Linked DNA regions of Zea mays: region 1 is linked to region 2. A link is a contact called in public Hi-C data. All regions are on one chromosome and are shown on one strand. Each heading gives the region's core, a stretch centred on a gene start, on an enhancer-like site or on the middle of the called end of the contact. The rest is flanking DNA. Distances are from core to core; before and after follow the strand shown. Region 1 has its middle 34 kb from the start of LOC118473404. Region 2 holds the start of LOC100272451.

Evidence for each region. Hi-C and Micro-C count contacts between places; a contact is called where the count stands out from the background.
Region 1: a Hi-C map of endosperm shows a contact between it and region 2, with 2.2 times the contacts expected there. The contact joins the enhancer-like site here to the promoter of LOC100272451 in region 2. A contact is called at or near these places in 11 of 25 Hi-C or Micro-C datasets (bundle sheath, ear, endosperm and 4 more) and 1 of 3 datasets of contacts at active chromatin or transcription factors (leaf).

What each region holds. Positions count from the first base shown.
Region 1 is chr9:139,805,890-139,810,807 of Zm-B73-REFERENCE-NAM-5.0, forward strand. No RefSeq gene overlaps it. Among protein-coding and RNA genes, the nearest start is that of LOC118473404, 34 kb to the right of the region's middle. Within about 2 kb of position 3,547, at least 18 of the 20 cell types and tissues checked have an H3K27ac peak or open chromatin away from gene starts, as enhancers often do. A contact at or near this core is called in bundle sheath, ear, endosperm and 3 more, where this site is marked.
Region 2 is chr9:139,731,876-139,737,235 of Zm-B73-REFERENCE-NAM-5.0, forward strand. LOC100272451 reads right to left here and starts at 4,029. Exons shown (of 2, transcript NM_001146925.1): 1 at 3,642-4,029; 2 at 1,812-3,150. The coding sequence starts at 3,798. The coding sequence ends at 2,258.

The DNA.
Region 1 (4,918 bases), core at 2,297-4,796, 74 kb after region 2:
GACAAGTCAGCACAACGTAGTATACAGAATAATAAAACTGGCATGGAACCAAAGAGGTGGCTATTAGCATAGTGACAAAAAAGTTGCACACCAAGGTCTTCCGATCACTAGATATATATGTCTTTGGCTGAACTCGATCTTTAATTGACGTTGTATTTAATAATTCACCATCAGATAAAAAGATGTATGTATATATAAGACCGATCGATCCCAACGGATGCATAATCGTTTTGCCTCATGTGTGTGCCCGCAATGCAAAAGCTTCCAACCGGCGATGCATTTGTGTGCCGCGGCCGAGGAGAACTAAAAATGTGTATCATCTCTGCTCGATGCATTGTGCACGGTCAGAAATATTTAATAGGATGCCTTTATGCATGCCCCGATTGGATACTCCTTCTTTTTGCATTCGCGTTGGGTTGCTCCAAGAACATCTTCAAGAACTCTCCAGAAAATGACTCTTTAAAAAATCAGTTTTAAGAGACATCTAAATAATTAGTGGGGATAAATTTTAATCATTTCTCCAACAGATCCTTTAAAACGGCAGATTGTTTCTGGCCTGGGGAGCCCCAAAACTCTCTCATTTATAGCTATAAATGAAGGAGTTTTAAGGGCTATGAAAAAGTTGGAGACACATTTTTGTGTTTTTTTCTAAAAAAAATGGATTTAGAAGAGACTTCTGGAGAGCTCTTAGAGATGCTCTAAGTACTATAAGGATATAGCCAGCAGACCGTATATATAGTCATACAAAATAATATATTGTACTCTAGATCATACTGTTTATATAGTAAAGTTTAAAATAAGAGATAGAGATGAGCTGCTCGAGATAGCCAGCCTAACGCATCCATCGGTTAACTTTTATTATTTTTCCAGCGGAATATGACAGAGATATATAGTTCATCACTAAAGCCGCCCGTGCGGCACGATAATTCGCATCATTAGACACGCACACGGAATTGAATTCTAGTGGTACGCATCATAATTAGAGTTGCCAAATACACAGTTGATTTCTTCTTATTCTTATTATATATGATGCTATGTGTAGGCAAGTGTGGGTTCCCCCTAACCTGGTGAATGAGAAATAACTGAATTAAAATAGATCGGGGCCACAATGTAACCATGGCATATAGGAAAAAGGATATTATTTTGCTTTGCAAAAAGTTGTCCCCCCCTGCGCTCGTTGTCAAGCTGCTTGATGATCATCGTCATTCTATCCGCGCGCATAACTGAAAATTACAGCCTTTGAAGAAAAGTTACCAACTACCAAAGGATATTTTGCTTTGCATCCTCTCCTACAAGGTAACCCCGCGCGCGCGCGCGCGATATCGTATTTTTATAGGCGTCAGTGTCAGCGTAGAAAGTTAATGATCGATCCGTGTCGTTGATCGCCGGTAGTACAGCTGGTAGTTTTCACCACCAACCTAATCGACCCCCTGCCATGATTCGTGAGCACCCCAATCTAGCTATAGCTCCCTTGTTAATATATTCTAGTTCGAGCTTTAGTAGATGCTATGCATGCTAATGCTCTTAATCACTTGTTTATGGCTCACAGTGCATAGGCTATATTGCTTGCCACGCCATTGCCGGGTACTTCGTCTATCTGCTTCTTAGTACGATCGGTCTCTAAAATATTCCTGCCACAAGCTAAGTGCAAGGCCAAGTAGTAGCAGTAGACGAATTCAGATATGCATCATGCCCCCTGCAAATGGCTGCTGTGGTCCCTAATCTCGCCTCAGACTAAGTGATCCCCGATGAAGCAATACGAGTAATTATATATGATTAGATGACTGGGTCTATGAGTTCTAGAAGCGCACTGTTGGCATGGTGCGCGCGCGTGCAGCAGACGAACAACGACCACCAAAGCCTCGTCGAACGCGTGACCACTGCACTAGCCGGCTAGCCCGCGCGCGCAGCTCGCCGGCGGCCGAGACGGCGGCGGCGGCGGCTACGCGTGTGGACGTTTTTTCTTTCACGGACGTACGAACCGAACTAGAACCGGTCAAAATTACCTTGAATTGATCAGTGCCATATAAACAACTCACCAAAAACTAACGAAATTCTAAATAAATGTCCTCTCAGAAGACAATAGTGATTGGGGGTGTCCTTAGAAAAAGTTCAGGCAACACAAAGGAACATTCATAACAGCGAAAGTTAAAAAAAAATAGCTTGGGCGAAACGCTCTAAAATACAAAATAAGGTTGATTTCCGATCACCAATCAAACAAAAATAATGTCTCTCTAGATCATGATTAGTTTATCTCGATACGCCCCTACCATGATCTCGACACGTGTAATTGTCAGTTCTCGATCGTTCGCAATCTCCTCCGTATTTTCGTTTAATCTCCTCATCGTTTTCTTATAGAGTGTTTGGTTTGGAGAATCAAACCATCCAAATTGAAGTGGTGCATTATGGGTTTATTCCTCAAATTTATTGAAATGACTTCATTCCTCATATTAGTACTAACTAACTATAAGGAATGAGGTGGTGATGGATCAACTCATTCTATTCCACAAACCAAAAAAAATAGTAAGGAGTGAGAAGATGAGAGACTAGTTTATTTCTCAAACCAAACACCCCATTAGTGATCAAAGCAAAGTGTCTCGCCAGTCGCCAGAGGTTAAAGAGCGTGAATGTTGGACGACAAACTCATTAGTGTTTGTTCGGTTATTTTCAATTCATATGAATTAGAGATGATTGATATGGATTAAGAGAGATCTTGACTTACTAGGAATTGAAACACCGTTAATCCCCCTTAATCTATATGAAGGCCTCACGTGGCTCACACCATTAGTAAGTCTTCTACAACTAATTTCAACTATACGCTTGGGGAAAAATTTTTTTGAAACAAAGATATATGCCGGGCATTTGATCCAAACGTGTAAACGACCGAAGTGACTGGTTTATGGGGTGTTTGGTTTAATGAATCACTCCATTCAAAATATGGTGGTGCATCATGGGTCAATTCCTCAAATTTGATGGGATAACTCCATTCCTCATATTAATACTAACTAAATAACTATAAGGAATGAGGTGATGATGAATCAACTCAATCTATTCCACAAACCAAACAAAAAAAAGTGAGGAGTGAGAAGATGATGGACTAGCTCATCCCTCAAACCAAACATTTTATTAGTTAATCGTACCACAACTTTTCCTGGTCGCCGAGATAGATTGAGCGTAAAACATGCGTGAACTCTCGTTCCACTGATACAGCGTGGTGGCTGCCAGTTAATTGCTCTCTAGCTCGCGTCTTTGACTGCTAGAGAGCTTTTAGAGGTGTTTAAATGTGCTAGAGCTAATAGTTAGTTGGCTAAAAATTTGCTAGTAGAATTAGGTAGCTAACAAATAGCTAGTTAACTAAAAATAGCTAATAGCTAAAATATTAGTTAGGATGTTTAGATATCTTTAGTTAATTTTAGTCACTAATTATTAACTCTGAATGTATTTAAACACCCTTAAAAGTACAAGTACAAATACAGCAGCCACTAGCGGCACGTACCTTCAATTCGGATGTCTACTACCGACCTGACGCAACTATCGGACCGGACGCCGGGCCGGGCCCGCAGCTTGGACCGGCAGGCAGACCCTGGTCGATCCATCATCCATCGATGGGGATGGCCCGAGAGAAAGAAAGAAAATTCTAGAGAAAATTCCTGGTATGCCATCAGATTTTATACTCATCCCTTGTGTGTCACTGAGTGGCATATAGGTATATTTTTTGGTGTCTATGACATGTGGGGCCAGTGGCATACAAGGAATGAGTATATTTTACAGTGGCATACAGGGAATTGGCCCATTATTCTAAGAGACCAGTGGTCAAACGCGAGCGATTATCCAAAGGCTGAGCTAGGAGGGTCAAAATTAAATGATGACATATGGGGGGTACTGGTACTGCTTTGTTTTTTCTCCATGCATGGAGACAGGTCGAGACAAATGTTAGGGCTGCACGTGGGGGCCCACAGTGAGCCCCTGCCACTGGCAGACACAGGGTCGACGTGCTGACTTATTTGGGAGCGGGCAGTGTTAGGTTAGGTATGTGTGTGCCAGCGGCTGCTGATGATGATGCAAAGCTTCAAAGTACAAAAGACGCCGCTGCGCTGACTAGGTCTGATTTTGATTTGATGCTCAATCATGCATGCGCCGGTTCGGAGTTGTTCTTTCCGGGTGCGTGTTGTGTCAACTGTCAATGCACCGTGCAACTGGGGTCTAGAAAAACGGAGACATGTTGGAAGCATGCATGCATTCGCTTCTAGAAGAGAGCGCCGCAAGAAATATAATGCCGCCGGGGGAGAAAAAATAAAGAAGAAGTTGTATCGTTTCCAATGTTAATATATACTAGCAGCCTTGTTATGGATTATAGTGTATTAGAATAAATTGATATGAATTTTGACTTGTTATAGATTTAAACCGACTCAATACCACCTAATCCATATGAATTTTGACTTGTTATGGATTTAAACCGACTCAATACCACACAATCCATATGAATTAACCGTGAAACGAACAAGCTCTTATGTGGAAATAATCACACGATATTTATGTTTCAATATCATCACATTGGTTTTGTTTCATATACAGGCTAGTTTCCCAAGCCAAACACTTATATATTTGGTCTCGATTCTGACTTTTAACAAAAATATTCCTAAACGGACTGCTACCATAAAACCGATTTCGATAGTTTTTTTTGTCGTTTTTGAACCTGATTAATTAATTAATTAAACGAAAACAGGATACAAACGGGATGATTGTAGTATACTATCGACTGCGCTCAGTTAGTTTTCTTTACCAATACATACCAATAAAAGCTTCTAATAGCTAGGTTTTAATAAACGTGCAACGAACATGGTCACTACAAAGAATGTTACTATCTTAGCATGCATGTGGTCAAATTTGAGACCACCATGTCGGTATATGAAATGGA
Region 2 (5,360 bases), core at 2,779-5,278:
ACTACAAAATTCATGTATTAATTTATATAATAATCTTGCATTTCAAATAGGCCATCGTATAGGATAGTCAATTCATGAATATTTGTGCTTCTCTTTACCGGATAAACAAAAAAAAATCTGGATGAATAAACAAATCAGTCACAAAAACAAAAAACAGGATGAGAAATAAATTTGGACGGACAAATCAACGACATAAACAAAAAATCGGGACAACAAAAAAAAATTAGTGACAAAGACAAAAAAAACACCCACCGTGGGGCTCAAACCCACAACCACAAGGTTAAGAGCCTTACGCTCTACCAACTGAGCTAGAAAACCTTTGTAACAAAACCGAGCTCGGCGCCAAGATCTATGGCGCCGAGCTCGGTACCACGTCGGTGTCACGTCGTCCGTTTGGGCCAGCGCAGCACCTACCTCGGCGCCATAGCCTATGGCGGCGAGCTGTGTTACTTCGGCGCCATAGGCTATGTCGCCGAGCAAAGGGTCCAAAAATGACATTAAAATTTTTTAGGGTCCAAACGTGATATTGTTTTCGATGAAGGGTTAAAATGCAAAAAATTCGGGGCAATCGCGCAGGGGGGGGGGGGGGGGCGCTTTTCCCAGGCGGCCAAGCCGCCTTCTCTTACGTTTCTCTTTCTTCCATTTTGTTTACTCCCAGGGAAAAAAATAAAGGATGGAAAAATGCATACATACGGTGTGAAAATAGGCCATGGAAGAGAGAGATCCCAAGCTGCGCCGGACAGCAGCTCCCGCCTCTTTTAAACTTCACTGATCACTTGTGCATATGCTATGAAACAGGTTCTCCTCATAATTAACGCGTATAGAGTAATGTTCTGCGCTTTTCGATCATTCGATCCGACGCGGAGTCTGTACGTACGGGCCCACACAGCGGCTGCATCCAAGCGTTACCATCGCCGTCGTCGTAATAAAAGAAGAAGAAAGCGGAATAAAAGAAAAAAACAAAAAAAAAGTGGAGAAAAGAAAGAACTGTTTTCATCCAGGCACACTATAGAAGAACGTAACTGCTGGCTGCTGAGAGAGCATGCAACACGTGTAATGCCCGCCGGGCCCTGCCGCGATCACATCGATCGATGGCCCGCGACGCCACCGGCCGGGAACTGTTGGCGATGACGCGACGTCTCCGTCCTCTCCTCTCCTCCTCTCCCCGCCTCGCTCGCTCCATAGATCTGGTCCGATGATCTCTCTGGCGGCAACGAAACGCACATCCATCCATCCATGTCGGCATAAACAAATGGAGTCGCCGTCGGATATATAATCATCATGGTGATAACTAAACCAACAGAAACGGCCGGAAAGAGCAAAGCGAGTCGATCGCCCACTGAGACCGAGGACCGAGAGGCGCGTGATCGAGGATCCATCACAATTAGCGGCGAGAATTTGGCGGGGACGTACGCATGCTGGACCCCCAGTAGTAGTACTTGTAGGCGACTTGGGCTTGACGTCTCAACTCACTCGCTCATCTTCCTACCACCTATGGTTTCCTTCGCTTCTAGAAATTGTCAGATCTTAGGGTGGTGTTTGACACTAGTACTAGCTTCAGCGTGCTGTGATGTATAATATAAATCTAAATGGTTTTAACAAATACTTTTAATCTAAATAAGAAATACAATAATTTATCTAAATATCTACTAAAAGTTTCCAACTTCAGCTTTACGATTTTTTTAAAGCTCATAATGATATGTTTCATCAATTTCATCAAATTTTGTGAAGCTAAAGCACTCCCAAACAGAGTCTTTTAAGTTCGTTCGTTATAACTTCGATCATGCTATATATGTCCCTCAAAAGAGTCTGTCATCAGTAACTTCACTGTTCATATGTATTGAACTTAATTACTCAAAAAGAATGTGTAAAATTAGACGGCACGTACAAACACTTAACGCTACTAGTATATATGTACTACTACAACAGCTACGTTTTTCCCCTTTTCTGGAATTTTCTTGGCGTATATACCCTACAAGCCGCTAGGGAATCAAGACTAGGAAACGGAGTAGAACTGGAGCGGAAGAAAAGTCCTGGAGGCAAGAACAGCAAGCATCTTGAACCGAGCAAAGAGTAGCCGTCCCGCGTCGTCTTCGGTTCCTCCAAAATAATCTCTCTCCTTCTTCTAACCCGTGTCTCTGCTAGCTCTCTCGGCACCTTCGCTAGGCGAGGAGTCCCCGACGTGCGCGGTGTCCGATCCACCACCGGTTTAATTTGACGCCGTGGATTTCCATGTCGCCGCGCGTGTGGGTTCAATTCACACGCCCTGCGCTTGCGTGAACCACAAGCTGTCGTCCGTGCTCCAGATGCTCTCCACGTCGAAGCTGCCGATCTCGAAGTCCGCGACGCAGCCCAGATCAGGGAGCTCGGATGACGACGCCCACGTCGCCTCCCCGAGCAGGCACGACCATTGTTGCTGCTGCTGCTGCTGCTGGTGTCCGGCCAGGAGGACGGCGGCGGTGCTGCTGGAGGCGTCGCAGGTGGTGGTGAACCACTCCGCGCCACCCACCGGCGCAAGCCAGCAGGGCTGTGCGCCCGCGCCGGAATCCGATGACGGGGAGGCCGACCCGGCCGTGGTAGTGCTCGCCGACAGCTCCGGCACGGCGGCGGGGTTGTTCATCAGTAGCTGATGATGATGGTCACCGTCACCGACGGCGGCGGCGGCGGCGGCTGGGTAGCAGTCTGCGGGAGGCCAGCAGCAGGCGTCCGTGGCGGGGAGGTCCGGCGACGCGTAGAGGCCGTCGTCGGCGCCGCCGCCGCCGCCGGGCTGCCACGACGACGGCGACGAGAGCGGCGTGTCCGCGGCGCCCGCCTTGTGCTGCTGCGGAGCCCCCGCGGCGCCGGCGTTCTGGATGCGCTCGACGAGGCGGGGCATCCAGAGGTAGCGCATGACGTCCTTGAACTGCTGGCTGTTGACGTCGCACTTGAGCTGCTTGGCGTGCTTCTGCACGCGCGTGCGCCAGTAGTTCTTGATCTCGTTGTCGGTGCGGCCGGGGAGGTGCTGCGCGATCTTGGACCAGCGGTTGCCCCAGCGCGAGTGCAGCTCCAGGATGAGCAGCTGCTCCTGCGGCGTGATGTTGCCTCGCCGGAGGTCGGGGCGGAGGTAGTTCAGCCACCGGAGGCGGCAGCTCTTGCCAGTGCGCCTCAGCCCTGCGTCATCGATCGTCACATGATGATCAGTAATATAACCCACACGTCATTAATTCCACGCTCGCTCGCCATTGCTGCTGATTACATATACTACTATACATGTCACACTAGCTAGCGAGCACCTGCTGTCGATCTCAATTAGTTATGCAGACGAGACATGAGGGTGGTATGTCAGTGATGACAAGATGCGTGATGTAACTAAATACCCCTACGGCCGGGAATGATGCTAACCACTAAAAAGTCCTCTCTTTCTCACTCACTACTGTAGGCTCTGTCTGTTTCCACATTAGCAGGTACTCCGTACCAGATGCAAAGTGACAGCTTTGCCAACAAAGCCTTCTTCGTGTTCCACGAGACCACGATTGCTCAGGCGGCTGTGCGCTAAACTAGCGATGCAGAGCTTCGATCGATCGACACCATGTAACTGATCGATGATATATGCAGCGCATATCACTGGATTCTATCCTAGCTACATATACATAGGTACCCACCTGCTGATCGGGCGAGCGAGTTCCAGCGGCCCTCGCCGTGCGCGGCGACGTAGTTGACCAGCAGGAGGTCCTCCTCCACCGTCCAAGGCCCGCGCCGCAGCTCGCCGGCCACCACCTCCTCCTCGCTGCTCGCGTCTCTCTCGTGCGCCATGTCCATCAGATTCCGACCGACGATCCCCTTGTGAGACGTTGAGCGGCGGGCTGCTGCGCTGCTGGACGATGATGACTAAGTATATGTGGCAGTGTTCGAAGAAGAGTGCTGGGAGGAGAAGGCGGGAGAAGGAAGGAAGGAAGAAGAGTGCGATAGATGAGGTGGGGCGGGAGAGGAGGAAGGGCTGGGCTTATATAGACGACGACACGCAGACGGATCAGCCGGGCCAGGAGAAGGGGAGGAGAAGGTAGGCTGGTGGTGGACTTGGATGGAAGGAAAAAAAGGACCATGTGCAGGGCCGGCCCTGGACAGGTGCCGGCGGTGCCGCCGCACCGGGCCTCCGAGAACCAGGGGGCCTCTTCTCGTATATACGTGTATGTGTATATATAGAAAATGTTTATTTAGATTACAACACAAAGATCGATAAAGGCCAAAGTCCATCAACGTGCAGTATGCATGCATGTTTAAGCTCGATTACTTGGCTTCTCGTGGACGCTTGAGCTGCAGTCCTCTTGCCTTCTCGTGGAAGCCTCCGCTCATGTTGTTCAGGTTACAACAATAGCCTGGCACCGCCAGCAGCTAGCAGCGACAGTCGAGAGGGATCACCCTGTCCGCTGTTCTGCCGTCTGCCCAGACCAGGCTTGCCGCGTGCCGTGCCTAGCGTGCCCTGTCTCAGCCCTCCATAACTTCGTCAAGTTTGCTACTCTACTTTTGCTGATTCGTTTTCGTCTCAAACCAATCTTTACTAGTTAAATGTTCTTTATTTTTGAGTATAGGTTATTTTGCATTGTGGTCACCATATTCCACATGTCGTCCACTAGAAAGCATGCATCTAGTAGTGAAAAAGGAAAAAAAAACTTAAGGAGTTTAATGCATCTCAATATTCATAAAATTTTGGTATTTATGATCAATGGAGCCTCAATTTTTGTCTCGCACCGGGTCACCAAATTCTCAAGGCCGGCCGTGAGCATGTGGGGGACTGGGTCAGGGAGCACGCCGCAACCAGGGAGATTATTAGTTTATCCCTTTTGATCTCTTTCGCTTTTAAAGCCAAAAGTTCAGGGGTTAATCGGGGCTCGGGGGCGATTCAGATTTTTTTCCCGACTGGGGGTCTGCAGATGGAGGGCGTGTGTGGTGGGCCTGGTGGCGATTAATTACTGTCTGGGGATTGTTACTCCTGTATTATAATCAACGGTTGATTAATCGATCGGATACCGTACACGGGTTGGGCTTGGGGGGGCTCCGGTGAGTTTGACTGGTTGACTCCATCGCCTGGCCCCGGGCCCCGGCTAGCCCACTCGCACTCGCACCGCACGATGGGCATGCGCATGGAAGCACAGCTCGTTGCTGGGCACGCGCTCGAAGCACGTACGGGATGTGGGCCCGGCTTAAAAGAAGGCAGGGGGCTACTCATTTGAGCTAGGAAATACGAGCCAGCTACTGAGCTATACAGCTCGTGTGAACATATGTACCAGCTGGCCAGCTCTCAGTGTCAGGTAGTCCACTCCGGTGGAGGGAGGTCGGTGGAGTTTTCAGCACATGGAAAACCAAACTAAAATTTGGCACAA